Regions from separate parts of the Mus musculus genome. Here all the other regions are linked to region 1. A link is a contact called in public Hi-C and promoter capture Hi-C data. All regions are on one chromosome and are shown on one strand. The core of a region is the stretch at or near the end of the contact, and the rest is flanking DNA. Distances in the headings are between cores, read along the strand shown.

Evidence for each region. Promoter capture Hi-C pulls out the DNA fragments that hold promoters and counts their contacts. Hi-C and Micro-C count contacts between places; a contact is called where the count stands out from the background.
Region 2: a contact with region 1 is called in a promoter capture Hi-C map of hippocampal neurons, with 4 times the contacts expected there. The contact joins the enhancer-like site here to the promoter of Lrrc7 in region 1. A contact is called at or near these places in 7 of 39 promoter capture datasets (cranial neural crest, embryonic stem cells, hippocampal neurons and 3 more), 4 of 484 Hi-C or Micro-C datasets (brain, cortical neurons, tail fibroblasts and 1 more), 2 of 115 datasets of contacts at active chromatin or transcription factors (forebrain and stem cell-derived neural progenitor cells) and 2 of 9 other capture datasets (adipose tissue and liver).
Region 3: a contact with region 1 is called in a Hi-C map of cortical neurons, with 2.4 times the contacts expected there. The contact joins the enhancer-like site here to the promoter of Lrrc7 in region 1. A contact is called at or near these places in 7 of 39 promoter capture datasets (the 3T3-L1 cell line, cranial neural crest, embryonic stem cells and 3 more), 10 of 484 Hi-C or Micro-C datasets (cerebellar granule neurons, cerebellum, cerebral cortex and 5 more), 8 of 115 datasets of contacts at active chromatin or transcription factors (SST interneurons, VIP interneurons, astrocytes and 5 more) and 2 of 9 other capture datasets (embryonic stem cells and liver).

The regions. Positions count from the first base shown.
Region 1 is chr3:158,559,348-158,563,769 of GRCm38.p6, forward strand. Lrrc7 (leucine rich repeat containing 7) reads right to left here and starts at 2,414. Exons shown (of 28, transcript NM_001081358.3): 1 at 1,759-2,414.
Region 2 is chr3:159,013,966-159,018,387 of GRCm38.p6, forward strand. No RefSeq gene overlaps it. Among named protein-coding and RNA genes, the nearest start is that of Gm20752, 60 kb to the right of the region's middle. Within about 2 kb of position 2,611, at least 7 of the 459 cell types and tissues checked have an H3K27ac peak or open chromatin away from gene starts, as enhancers often do. A contact at or near this core is called in cortical neurons, forebrain and hippocampal neurons, where this site is marked.
Region 3 is chr3:158,200,614-158,205,035 of GRCm38.p6, forward strand. Lrrc7 (leucine rich repeat containing 7) reads right to left here. Exons shown (of 28, transcript NM_001081358.3): 11 at 1,737-1,881. Among named protein-coding and RNA genes, the nearest start is that of Lrrc40, 170 kb to the left of the region's middle. Within about 2 kb of position 2,253, at least 4 of the 459 cell types and tissues checked have an H3K27ac peak or open chromatin away from gene starts, as enhancers often do. A contact at or near this core is called in cortical neurons, where this site is marked.

The DNA.
Region 1 (4,422 bases), core at 1,164-3,663:
GACAGAAGCACGCGTTTCAGAAAGGCAGCAGCTTTTGGTGTTCTAGAGCACCCATGTGCACGTGCTTGTGCTCAGGGTCTGAAGAACTTTCCCCTATGCCCTCAGAAAGAATGTATCATTTCAAACTAGGAACCAGCTGGGACCAGATAGATATCTGAATGGAGGGTACTGGAGGGAACGTTGAAACAAAGAATGTAGGATGTTGCTAACCAAGAGGCATCTCAGGCTGAGTTCCCTTTCGCTTTCTTTCACCTCTGGTCAACTTTATTAAAAATAAAAGGGAACTTCAGCAACTGGGATGCTGAGCTTCTCATAGGCTCAGCTTGAAACAAAGAAAAGCTACTTCCTAATACAGTTTCTCTTGCGTTGGAGGGATCACGTGTTCACTTTCACTGGTATGCACTCTGCTCGCCCACGCGATAAAACCTCTATTGTGCTTAGAAATTTTGCTCAGGTTAAAATATGCTCAAACACAAATTGCTTCTCATCCATCAGCAGAGCCCCATCTAGAGACTCGGGTGCACATGCTCTCCTGCTGACCCAATTACCACTGCAGGTAATTCCGATGTGCTTAAGTGTACAGGGAAAGTAATAGCAAAGAGCAGGTGGAGGCCCGCTGCCTCAATTCCCACCCACCCCCTCCTGCTTTCTGAGATTCCTTTTGATGGAGAACTTGGAAAGGACGTGGGAGTCACAGATGGTTCCTTCCTGAGGCCGATTCCCAGGAGTTGTGAAAGTAACCCCTTCCCTGCCTGGTGAGGTGCCACTTGCTTTGTGCCTTGGTGAGGAGGGGCAACCAGCAAGAAGGGGGTGGGGGGCGGAGGCGGATCTTTTCTCTCCCCAACCCTGATGGCCAAGTAGTGTAATGAAGCAATTTTGCAGCCATCTCGGTTATGAAGTCACTGTTTTTAACGACAATCTGTGCAGCCCCCACCCCCATCCCGCCCCCATCTTGACTCTAAATTTGATGATATAGGAGATCTCTGGTAGCCCAGCTAATTGTCTGCAAGCAGAGTGTCACAGTTACCCCAATATTGGCGGTCTTAGCTCCTTTTTCAAATACAATCCAAGGCATGTCCTGAATCCCAAAAGACCCCGGAGGATGCCAAGGGACCCAGAGCTGTACCAGGAGCAGTGAGATTCCCTAGCTTCTCTCACAGAACACAAAGGAGTTGCCTGGCTTAGAGAGTCAAGCATCTTCTCAGACTCCAAGGAAAGCACTCGCCCCATCCCTTCCCACTTCTTTCTGTCCTTTAGTCTTTCCTTCTTTCCCATCCCATTCTTCTCCCCAAACCCCACCCTTTTCTTTTCACCCTCAGTGACACCCCAATAATTCCTTTATAGACACCAAGACAGTAATACACCTTTCAAGATAAAGCACAAGTGTGTGCTGCCACAAGTGTGTGTGTGTGTGTGTGTGTGTGTATCACACTTGCTCCATCCCTCACACACCACGGGGAAAGCAGACTGGATACCCCAGGATCAAAAAAAAAAAAAAAATGCAGAAAGCCATATCTCTCAGGACTCCGTGGTCCCAGCATCAGTTCCCCGCACTCGCTCCTCACCTTTCCTTTTCGCAATATGTAACCCTTTAGAGTCCCTTGACCATCCAAAGCGCCGGGCTCCTAAGCACTTGTCCAGCTATCGCTGGATTCCACAGACCGGCAACCGCCCCAACGCTGAGGCACCCGGGCCACCTGAGCCTCCCAGATCCCCACTCCTGGACCGTGGGCAGAGGTCCCCCAATGCCCTACTCACATCGCCGGAAGCAGAAACTACCCATGAGGGTCCAAGGAGTGAAGGCCTTGCAGCTGCTGAGGGTTACTCCTTAAAGTGCTCTGGGGTCCGCAGTGAAGCCAGTAGGGGAGTCCTCCGAAGCAAAGGCAGAGGGGACTCCAGGCAGATGCGGTGTCAGACCATGGTGCCACTGCCCTTCAGGTGCAGGAGAGGAGAGGCGCCCCTGGGGAGCCGGGAGCCCGCCCGGAGCACCACTGCGGCCAGTCCCCGGCCTCCGCCCGCCCAGAGCGCCGCGCTAGCGACCGTAGCAGCAGCAGTGGCGGCGGCGGCGGCGGAGGCGCAGCTCCCTCCCCGCCCCCAGAAGGCTCCACAGACAATAAATCCTGGGTGGAGAAGAGAAAGGCAGCGCGGGCGAATCGTGTACCCAACTCGGCTGCTGCCCCGGCTGGCCGCGACGCCTCTGAAGAGGCGAGGGACCCCGTGGCCCGGGGCGCAGCAAGCACTGGCTGGGCTCTTGCGCTCCCGCAGTTGCGGGTGGCGGCGGGGGTCCTGGGTGGGCGGCTGCAGGTCGCGCTTGCCCAGAGGCTGGGTGGCCGTGGCTTGGAGCCCAGGGTTGGCCCGGAACGGGGTCCTCCGTGGTGCCGCGGCTTGGCGCACAGGTGCCAGGATTGGCAGACGAGGCGCTGCTCCTGGCTCGCGCCTGTGACTCCCCACTCTCCCCGCCCCCTCTCTTTCCTCCCACCCCCTTTTCCGACGACACCAGCTGCAGCTGCTTCAAAGTGTGAAAAATGTCAAGGAGATTTTCCAGGGCTCAGAGAGGATGACCACCACCTTGCCAGACCTCAGCCATTCTTGGACTACCTTGCTTGCCCCTTATGACCTCTACTTGGACTCCCTGCAATTTGGAGGAGCAAGATCTCAGTCCCGCGGAGAAATGAGATGTTCTAGCTTTCTCTGGTTCCGTTACCACCCGCAGCTTTTAGACAGCCAGTTGAGCTCTCTAGGTCCCTCAGTTGCCTGGAGTACACAAAGCAGGTGTCATCAGGCTCGCACGGGGCAGCGCGGGCTCCCCCGGCGTTCTCCCACCAGCCCGGGGCGCTCCTGCTGGCGGCACGGTGTTCTGCAGCGCCGGGAATCCGCCAGCACCGCGGCTCCAGGCCTGTGCGCTGGGTGCTCCCGCACCAGTTCAGTGACGCTGCGCGTGGCTCCGCAGGCTGCCGCTCCTGCTACCTCAGCAAAGAGACCGCCAGGAGTGCCTCCTCGGGGTTTCCTCCCTGCCTGCGTTGCAGGCTGCAGGTTGCAGGCTGCCCAAGGAAAAGGTCTGCTTCTGAGTCCAGTGGCTTATTCAGTACTACCATAGAGAGTCAATGGCAGCTTTCAAGACCCCTTTCCATTTTGGTCTGAGATTGCTGTTCAGGGGATGTACAAAAAATGAGAAGTGTTTCCCAACTTCCTTTCATTTATTCACAATCCTGCTCCTTCTGCCCCGAACTCAGGAACATTCGCTCCTCCACACATATTCACCGGAAAGCACACACAGAAAAATACAGACATGTACAAAAAGCTTTAAAAAGCATAGTGATGAGACTAGTGCTATATTTAGACCCCCTGCTTTCTAGACGAAACCGAATTCCTTCTATCCCGGGATTCTTCTGTGATTTAGAAGTGATAGGGCTAGGGGCCTCCCCCTTTTCTCTCCAATGCCAGTGGACTGTGACATTCAGATGCTACTTGGAGTTGGGTGAACTCCCAAAAGTGCTGGCATGTATCTTATATCTGGAATACGAAAAGTCTTCAAGGTTAAACATCGAACCCTGCCCCCACCCCAGGCTGCCAGGAATTGTCTAGGAAGAGATTGGAGACTGAGACTTCATCTATAGATAGTCATGGAAGAGGATTACTGCTTTATCTGGAAAAGGTGAAAAGGTTGGTGGCCTCTTAAGGAGACTTCCCTTAATTTACACAAAGAAGAGGAAAGGAGTGCATTTTGGAAAACCACATTTTTAAGAAAAAAAGCATTGTGAAACAGTGTAAAACTTCTTCTGAAAGTGGCAAAGAAATGACAAAATTTGTTGAAAGGACACTTTTTTAAACCTAACTTTTGTTGAACTCTTCCCCCCCCCCCCCCGCAGATTTGTTCTGTGAACATCTCACTGTAAGTTACAATATCTCAGCTGGAGGAGATGCTGTGAAAAAAATTAGATAGGAATTGAAAATCTATTAAAATAGCTCATCACGGCTTATGCCCCATTACAGAAATCCTTTGCAAGGTTCCAGTTCTTTTCAGTACTGCTTACAATGTTCTTTCTCACAGTCTTTCACTTCTTTCCTAAAGCTGTATGTTGGGCCCACCCTTATGAAAAAGACAGAAAAAGCTCCTCTGAGCTTAGAACTGTCTGCATTAGAACTCAGAACTTCTTACTCTAACTTGATGATCCACTCTCCTATCAAAACATTTCAAATTCTATCCAGCGTCACAGTTGGCTACAAGTAACTTCTGGCCTTCATAAACGAAAAGATGCCCTCCCATTAGGTAGGAGAAATTGTTTTTCTTTCCAATGGGAGAAAACTTTTGAAACCGAAAACTAAAATTCAGTGCCACCACAATATCATATTTTAAACCACATGCCTTCTTTCTCCTTTTTCTTTAGATTATAATCTCACTTTGGGCCATAAATATCCAGA
Region 2 (4,422 bases), core at 1,361-3,860, 450 kb after region 1:
TGTTTTCCTGCATTTTTCTAAGGGCTTTATTTGTTCCTCTTTAGGGCTTCTACCTGTTTACCTTATTTATCTGTATTTCCTTAAGGAGTTATTTATGACCTCCTTAAGGTCCTCTATCCTCTTCTTGAGATGGGATCTTAGGTCAGAATTTTGCTATTCTGTTGTGCTAGAGTATCCAGAGCTTGCTGTGGTAAGATAACTGGGATCTGATGGTGCCAAGTGGGATTGGTTTCTATTGCTTATGTTCTTGTGCTTGCCTCTTGCCATCTGGTTATCTTTGGTGTTAACTGGCTTTGCTATCTGACTGGAGCCTATTCCTCCTGTGAGCCTGGTTATGGGTTATAATGGACATCCTGGAGTCAGGCTGTCTCTGGGTGTGGGAAGGTGTCTGGAGTTCCTGATTTGCCTGAGGCAGAATTGGTGGAAGCTGAAAATCTTTAGGAAGATGAAAAAAAAGAACAATTCAGATGCAAATGCCAAGTAACTCTAAAGACAATGATGAAGTATCAGAGAGTTCATCTAGGCCACCTGTTATAGGCATTGGTCAAGTCCTCATTCTTTTTTCAACTTATTTGGTTCCTATTAACACAAAAGGAAAGAAAATTATAAATTTCAAGATGCCTCACAACACATTCTCTTTAGCCATACCAAGAATATTGTTTCAGTCCACTGGAGTATTGCAGAGTTGACAAGTAGATGAGCCACTTCTATGTGCTGTTTCTGCCTCTGAGCTATAGTCTTTTCATTCAGTGATGCATCTTAAAAGATGCTCCTCTTACTACAACAGCTTAAAATTGAGGAAATCTTTAGGTAAGGGCACACCCACCCACCTCTGCCATTCACTAAGATGAATTTGGTAGCCTATCCATGCACTGTTCCTCTTGTGTCTTCTAAGCTAAACACAAACCAGGCTCCCTTTTCTTTTTCTGACTCCCTGGCATCCCTCAGACACTTTCCTTTGAGAATTCCTACCAGTGCACCTGGTCTTTCTTTTAATAAAAGCCTAGATATACCCACTTTCCTACAGAGAGCTTGTTGTTTTGCTTTTTAGTTTGACAACTGGATCACTGACCACCAAATAACTAGGAAGATATTGTTTCCATTTGTTATGGATCACACAACATTACATGTGTTGGCTTTCAAATTCCATAGAACTCAGCCTGCCAGGATACTTTTATCACTAAAGGAAAGAAGTCTTGATACAAAAATATAGAATTAGAAGACTCACTGACTTTGACAGAATAGGATCAGGAGAAAGAAGCTGGGCTAGGGCTCCATGTAGAGTTCTTCCCTAGCATATATGAAGGCTTGGATTTGGTTCCTATCACTACTAAAATAGTAGAAAGCCTTATCATTATCTAATTTAACATTATGACCTCTGGTGATTGTTTATTAAATTTAATATATTTTCTATATTTATATCCTAATATAAAAATGGAGCCAACAATGCCTTATCCTTATTATATTAGGTTGTCATGAAAAGTGATGCTTTGGAGCAACTTTACTTAAGAATAAACTAAAGCTGTTGCTAGAGGTACTTTGAGAATTTGAGGGAGGGTGTTAAGCAACTAGCTAAAAGATCATAAATATATGGACAAATGTCCCATTAAGTAGAAGAGAAAAGAGTATATCAAAAAATTGATGAAAATGAAGCATTCTCTCTATCTTCATGAGGAGCCCAGTACATCTCAGACAATTTAAGATGTATCTTATATATCAATATCTATCAACTCAAGGTGAATATGGGTACCATGAACTTTTTTATAGTTGTCTGAAGAACGGGAAATATTGCCATGACAAACCAAAACAGTGACAAAAAAATGTTAGATAAGTCATGATAACAGTAGGCAACACACAGTACTGATACACAAGTCACCTAATTTCTTCTTTCAGGACTCCTCAGAAGCATTGCCAGTTTATATGCAAATTTGGGAAGGAGTCACCATTGTTTTAAGTGTTAATTTACGATTATTTATACTCAGGGATGAAAGAATTGAATGATGGTGGTGATTACTATTATATTAAAGTATTTTGTAAACTGTGAAGTTCTAAACAAAAGTGATATAATCCTATACTCATAGTTTAAGATTTAATGAAACCTCTGGGTATGTACTTTCTATAATAGATGTTAGATTTTAAAATAGGAAAACATATGCAAATGTGTTTTGTGACACTGATATGCAAATCTGAGCCAATATTGAATACAGAGCAAACAAGTTACTGTATGTTTCTCCTGACCTAGCATCAGTCTATTTTTAGATATGTGCAGGAGAGCTGCTGCTTAAGGGATAATTAAAGAGCAAAGAGGGGATTGAATTTGAGAGACATTCTTCTGATTATCATTCCCACATTTATTTCTTCTAGAATAATCTTCATTACCCATAATCCAGTTAGTTAATGTTTTGTGTCAAGCACTATTTCTGAAAAAGAAACAGGGAATCAGAAATCAAAACTATTAGAGACCTATTTCTTTCTTGTACCTGCAATCAGTTCTATAATCTCAGAAACCACCCATCTGTCAGATATTTATTCCTTCTACTCCAGCATGCTAAACTTTGCCAAAGTCCAAGCAAACATGTTTTATGCATGACCTTGAAGACTAGATGACAGCAAGGAACAGAGCAACAAAAATTGCCCTTCCCACTTTCACACTCTAATTACAGCTAACACAACTGTCTTTCAGAATCCCAATTTGGTTCTTAAATTAAATCTGGGATGTCCCTAATGCATGAACAATTGCTTCCAGGATAACTGAGGTACTGGGCCTCATTCTCTATAAATGTCATTCATTTTGTCAGAATTCCCCAAAGCAAACAAATTCCTCAAGAAATCTTGATTTAGGGGAGGCACTAGACAAATACTGGCAATTAAGTCATTTAATTTATTCAGTCCACCTCTACACTAGGTGATGGGAATAAAGCAACAGTGAAGAAAAGGTCCTCCCTTTCATGATAATATACTAGATAATAAATGCATATGCAAAATACAGAAATTTTAGATAAAATAAAATTCTACTGCAATTAATGAAGATTAGTTATGATGGTCATGGAGCCTGAGCGTTTCTCAGAGAATACAGGAGGAGTATGATAAGTATCTGAAGGCAGTGAAGACCGAAGAGCAAAGCAAATGCCAAGGTTTTATAAGAGGAACTTGGTAACTGCAAGAATGCCTAAAAAGAGAGGGACTGAACCCAGAGAGACCAAGGGTTTGGGATGGTATTTTCAAGTTCTGGCCAAAATGTGGGCTTCATGAAAAGTGGAAAACATAATACTGGGACAAGAGTTTTATTCTAAAAATGATACACAGTCTTTTGTTTATTGGGATAGCTCTGAGGGCTGTATGGAGATTGAATGATCCCAGGAAAGAAAGAGTACTACATAAAGGAGACTAAGGGAAGCCAGTGTACATTGTGATATGAGACTTTGTTTTACATTTTCCCATATTCCAAACATAATTGCAAAGAATATGATTCTATGCAACTTTTTTGAGATTCCTTTTTAAAGAAGTTTGTTGCTAGGGAGGTTGCCAAGGAGACTGAGCAAAGCTTAGAAAATGAATGACTTCAGGATTTTTATGTAGACTAATTTAAATACCAGAAAGGTGCAGCCTGAGTGCTTTAATTTTACAAAGGGGGAAAACATGTGAATTATTAAATGCCAGTGAAAAGGATATGCTATATGTATGGTATACTTGTATGTACATACATATTTGTATAATGTGCATAATATATATGTGTGCTGTGTTGTACATACATCCTATGTATTTGTAGTATGTTCTCTGTATATTATATGTCAGCGTGTATGTGTGTTCTATATGTGTTGTGTGTTCAGTGTCTGTGTTCTGTGACAATAGTCATAATTCACAGGTGATTGTTCATGCATGCCTTATAGGACTACTGAAAACATTTGTTTGTTTGTTTCCTTTTTTTGTTTTTGTTTTTGTTTTTTCTGAAAACATTTGTTATGGACATTTTGTTTGTTTAATTTTTTTAGTTAACTTCTTTCTTTAAGTATTATAATTGTTTTGGCTGTATGTATGTCTGGGCACCATATGCATGCCCGGTGCCTATTGAAGGCAGAAGAGAGTGATGAATACCTTGGAACTAAAGTTTATGGATAGCTGCCATGGAGATACTGGAAACAAATCCTAGGGTTCTCTTGAAGAGAAGATAGTGCTATTAACTGCTAAGCCATTTCTCCAGACCCAGGAAGTATTTGGTTTAAGAAGATATAGCACTCAGTTCAAAAAAATTCAGGGGTGAGTGATATCCTACAGAAAGTAAAAGCACTTGTTTCAAAAGCATGGGGATCTGCGTTCAAATCCCTAGAGCTCTAATAAAAAGCTTAACATGGCTGGATACTCACTGTTGGCCTTAATCCCAACAGTGTTGGGCTGTGATGTGCTAAGACAGAAGTATTGCTG
Region 3 (4,422 bases), core at 1,003-3,502, 360 kb before region 1:
TAATTTTATGGAAATTCTTAAATATTATTTTCAAATTTTGTGGTGGCTCAATAGATGATCTATGTTCTAATAAAAAAGAAGAGGTGCCATTTCTCACCCAGTTGGTGTCTGTGGTGTGTGTTGCAACATTGTACCTTGTCAGCTACAATGCGATATAGAACAAAGCTTTAATGTCTGGTGGTCAATAGGGGAACTCTCCAAGAAAGGCTGGTCTGCGTCTATAACCAGGCTCTGGGCAGATGCATAGATACAATTTCCTCTGAAATTTTACCGAGATACAGAGGATAGTTCAGTGAGTAGCTAGTGTTTCCGAGCTGCTTTTTCTATGATTTATGACACTTGATCCCATTGTTTTCTATTCTATGATTACTTTAACTTCTTTTATCTTCTGTATGGATTTTTTTTTCAATTTCCTGTTTTCTGGTGCTTTACAAGGTATAAATTTTATCTCTTTTATAAGTGGACACATTTTCATTTTTAACATGCTTATTTAACTTCATTTTTCTTGCACACTTGTGGGATTTTTTAAAGTTATCAGATAAATATTGATCCTTCTTAGAGGCCAGATACACAGTCTCAGCAATGAGTATGCAGCTATGGGTAAACTCTGATCCTCAGTTACATGGAGTGGTGCTGAAGGTGTAGCCAAATACTACCACTCTGTTGTGTGATCAGACAATGCTCTTTGTAGCTGACAAGCTACAATATTGCAACACACACACCAGCTCTTCCTGTACTCATCTGCTCACAAGTTTCATCTAAGGTGACTAACATTCAGATCAGAGAGCCCAATATCCCCACTGCATCACAACCTCATGAGATGCAGCTGGTAAATGAGAGGTTTAATGAAGATTTCTGTTACATCTGACAGTTGGAGAAACACTTTTGGAAATGTGTTGATTATGTAAATAAAAAGCCAGCCAATTTATGAGAAAAACTAAACTATGTGATTTTGTTAAAACCAGTGCTCTCCATCAGCCTGAAGGATCAGTTAAAGTGGTGATAAAATATTAAAGGGAACTGGAAAACTGCCCTGTCATCAAGTTTCCCTCCCACTGGGCTACTTAGCCTTTAACTTCCAGAAACGTTAGCAAGTTGCTAAATACAATGGCACATCTACTGCAAATAGGTTCAAATCCCCATTTCAAAGTTATGAGAATTGACGTTTATTCTCCTACCTGAGACATCTCAAAAATAATAGGAAGAATATAAAAGAATATTATTACCCAGTCCTTTATAACTTTACTCATAAAATTCATAAAATGCATAAAATTCCCTAGTGTGCAAGCTATACTTACAATTATTCCTACTGACAAGCATCTTACAACATATTAAGGACAACGCGTCTTTTAAAAATAATGGAATTAAGAATCTAATTTATATTCACACATTTTTGTGTTACTTACCTGTCATTCCAATGTTAAAATGCACCCACTATCACCAAATAACTCTAAATCGAAATTCTTACTTCTCATGACAACACTGTGCAATTCAGGACATTTGATAATTTAAGGGTATATACCAATTTACTAGGAAGAGAGCTGGATATGGTAGCTAAAGTTAACTGTTCATTTTAAGGAATTCATAATATGTTGTTTTATGATCTTGCATGGTAAATTTGCTAGTTCATTAATGTTAGACTAGTAGTATATTACCTACATGCATAAACAAGTTATACTGCCAAAAAAACCTGTACACTTGACATAATTACTCATGACAAAATGTTACATCCTCACCTATTGAGTCAGGCAGCTGTTGCAACATATTGGATGATAGTAAGAGGTCCTCGAGGGCTTCACATCCAGAAATATCCATATCAACCGTTTCTATCCTGTTTTTTGACATATCCAGGTATACCAACATCTTTAACTTCCCTATAGACTTGAAGACAGTGCATAAACTCAGGGTTAGTTGGGGGAACTTTCATAAGGCTCTTGAAGTTGTGAAAACCACAATGTTGTGAAATTAATTTTAACACCACCGCCACAGCAATAGGAAGCATATGGAAGCACTGGTCAAATGTACACTGGTTGGAAATGGATACAAGTGTATCCAATTGGAAACACAGAATCCTTACATGATCTACATACCTCTAGACCTATTCTGCAGAATAAAGCCACACATGTACCCAAATGATTATGGATACATTATTCACAGCAGCTAATCCTGCCTCAATGACTGCATAGGAAGGCAAAAGTGGCCTGCCCACATAATGGATGTTCTTTGGCAGTAGCAGTGAGTGAAGTGTTGAAATGTGCTTCAAAATAGATGAACTTTGAAAGGTGCAAGTCACAAAAAACCCACACAGCATAGATTACACTCATATGCAATCTCCAAAACTGGTAAATGTATAGACAGAAAGTAGAGAAGATTGCCAAAGATTTAGGATTTCTTTTAAGGGTGATGGGAATGTTCTAAAGTTAGGTTATGATGATGTTTATAGAACATTGTGAGTCTGCTAAAAAATCCGCCGAGTTGTAAATGCCTGTGAATTATATCTCACAGCAGTGGTTATAGATAAATTTTGAGTCAACGCAGCAGTCAGAGCACCACAGTTCTCAAAGTTGCCAATGGGGCACTGAGCATTGCATATTATTCTTATGGTTGAGATGCCTCAGAGAGATTTAGAATTGTAATCCGAACTTTATTCTGCTAATTAGAGTATGGGAGGCAAGGAGGTCTTTGAATTCACAGATAAGGACTAGGGGAACCTGGAATTTTAAATACACAGGGTTGTTCCTTCAAAGAAAGGAATACATAGCTTGTCATCTACCCAGAAGTCTGGGAAAAGATATTAATAGCCTGCTTACCTTTGTGAGATCTTTGTGGGTAAGATTACACTGGACCCTCCCTCAGACCTTTATCATAAGTTTGTTTTTCTCAGTCAGTCTACAGAATCCATCTGTATGGAAGGTGTCAACTTTACAAAAAGTTTTGATGTAGTATATCTGATCTTCATTTAATTTACTTTGTTCTTCAAAGAGATTTATGTTTGCTTTATTGTGCACATGGGACTGAGTTAATTATCACCTGGGAAGTTTTCACCAAATTGTGTGTTGCTTAAATATACCTAAAATAAGCTACTCAGGGTCAGACTCCAAAGTTTGAATCAACTTTATATACTTATTCATGCTGAACTGAACTGCTTTCTTGCCTCCCACAGATCATTACTCTGCTGGCCATGGTGGTCACAGAGACCCCTGTATTAGAGTTTCAACATTCTGCTCTTTCACTATCCATTTTTGAGACTCCCTATTATATGCTGCTATCTGTGTTATGAATTGCAGACAACATCAGGGCCAGGCAGCTATCTGGGAAGACATAGATAAAGACAAAGGCATTTTAAAATTTAAAATTTAAAATTTTGAAATGAACTGTCATTGTGAAGTACAGGCTGGTCTTCAACTTAAAACATTCCTTCTTCCAAGGACTTTAATCATAACTACTCAACACCATAATTGTCAAAACAAGGTTTTTATCTCTAGGGAAGTTTTTACATTAGTGAGGACAACATCCAAAGAAACAATTAAAAATACTCTTTATAGGTACATGAAAATTCATATGGGAAATATCACAGAAGAAAGGAGAAAAAAACCAAGACTGTCCAACAGTTGTTATTTGTCAAGAAAGAGGAAAGTCAAAGGTCTCGAGATAGTTCAGTAAGTAAAGGGCCTGCTGCAAAACCCTGAAGACTCCAGTTTAATCCCTGGCACTTATACTGAAGCCAGGCATACTGACAAATGCTCATACTCCTAGTGCTAGGGAAGCAGAGACAGATCTGCTATGCAGATAGCCGGTCTAGCTGAGCCAGTGAACTCCAGGTATAGCGAGAGATACTGTCTCAAAAAATAAGATGGAGACTAATTGAGAAAGGCACCTAACATATATCTCAGGACTCTGCATGCGTGCACACAGACGTACACACACACACACACACACACACACACACACACACACACACATTCACACTAGCATACAAAGGAAGAAAAGGAGGGAACCTGGAAGAGAGAAAAGCTTTCACATTCACAGAGAAGCTTGGAAAAGTTTGGCATGTTGAGAGAATTAATAACTCAGAGAAACTGAAATCTGTGCTAAGGTCAGGTTTTCAGGAAGAGGACTACTGCAGGAGGATATCATATGTTACAGGGTCATGAAAACTCTCTCTTGCGGGCAAGAAGAGATAGTTAAAGGTTTGTAAGACTGGGAATAAATTGATCCGATCTGTACTTGAAAAAAAAAATAACTCCAGGGAATGTTCAAAAAGGCAGATTCATGATTAGAGTCAAGAAAGTCTACTAGATGCTGTACTGTGGGCTTATGTCATCTGTAACTGATCATACATCAGAAATATACAAAGTAATAGAAAATTCTAGGCAAACTTAAGACATGTGGGGGAGACTGCACCAAAACAAACAAACAAAA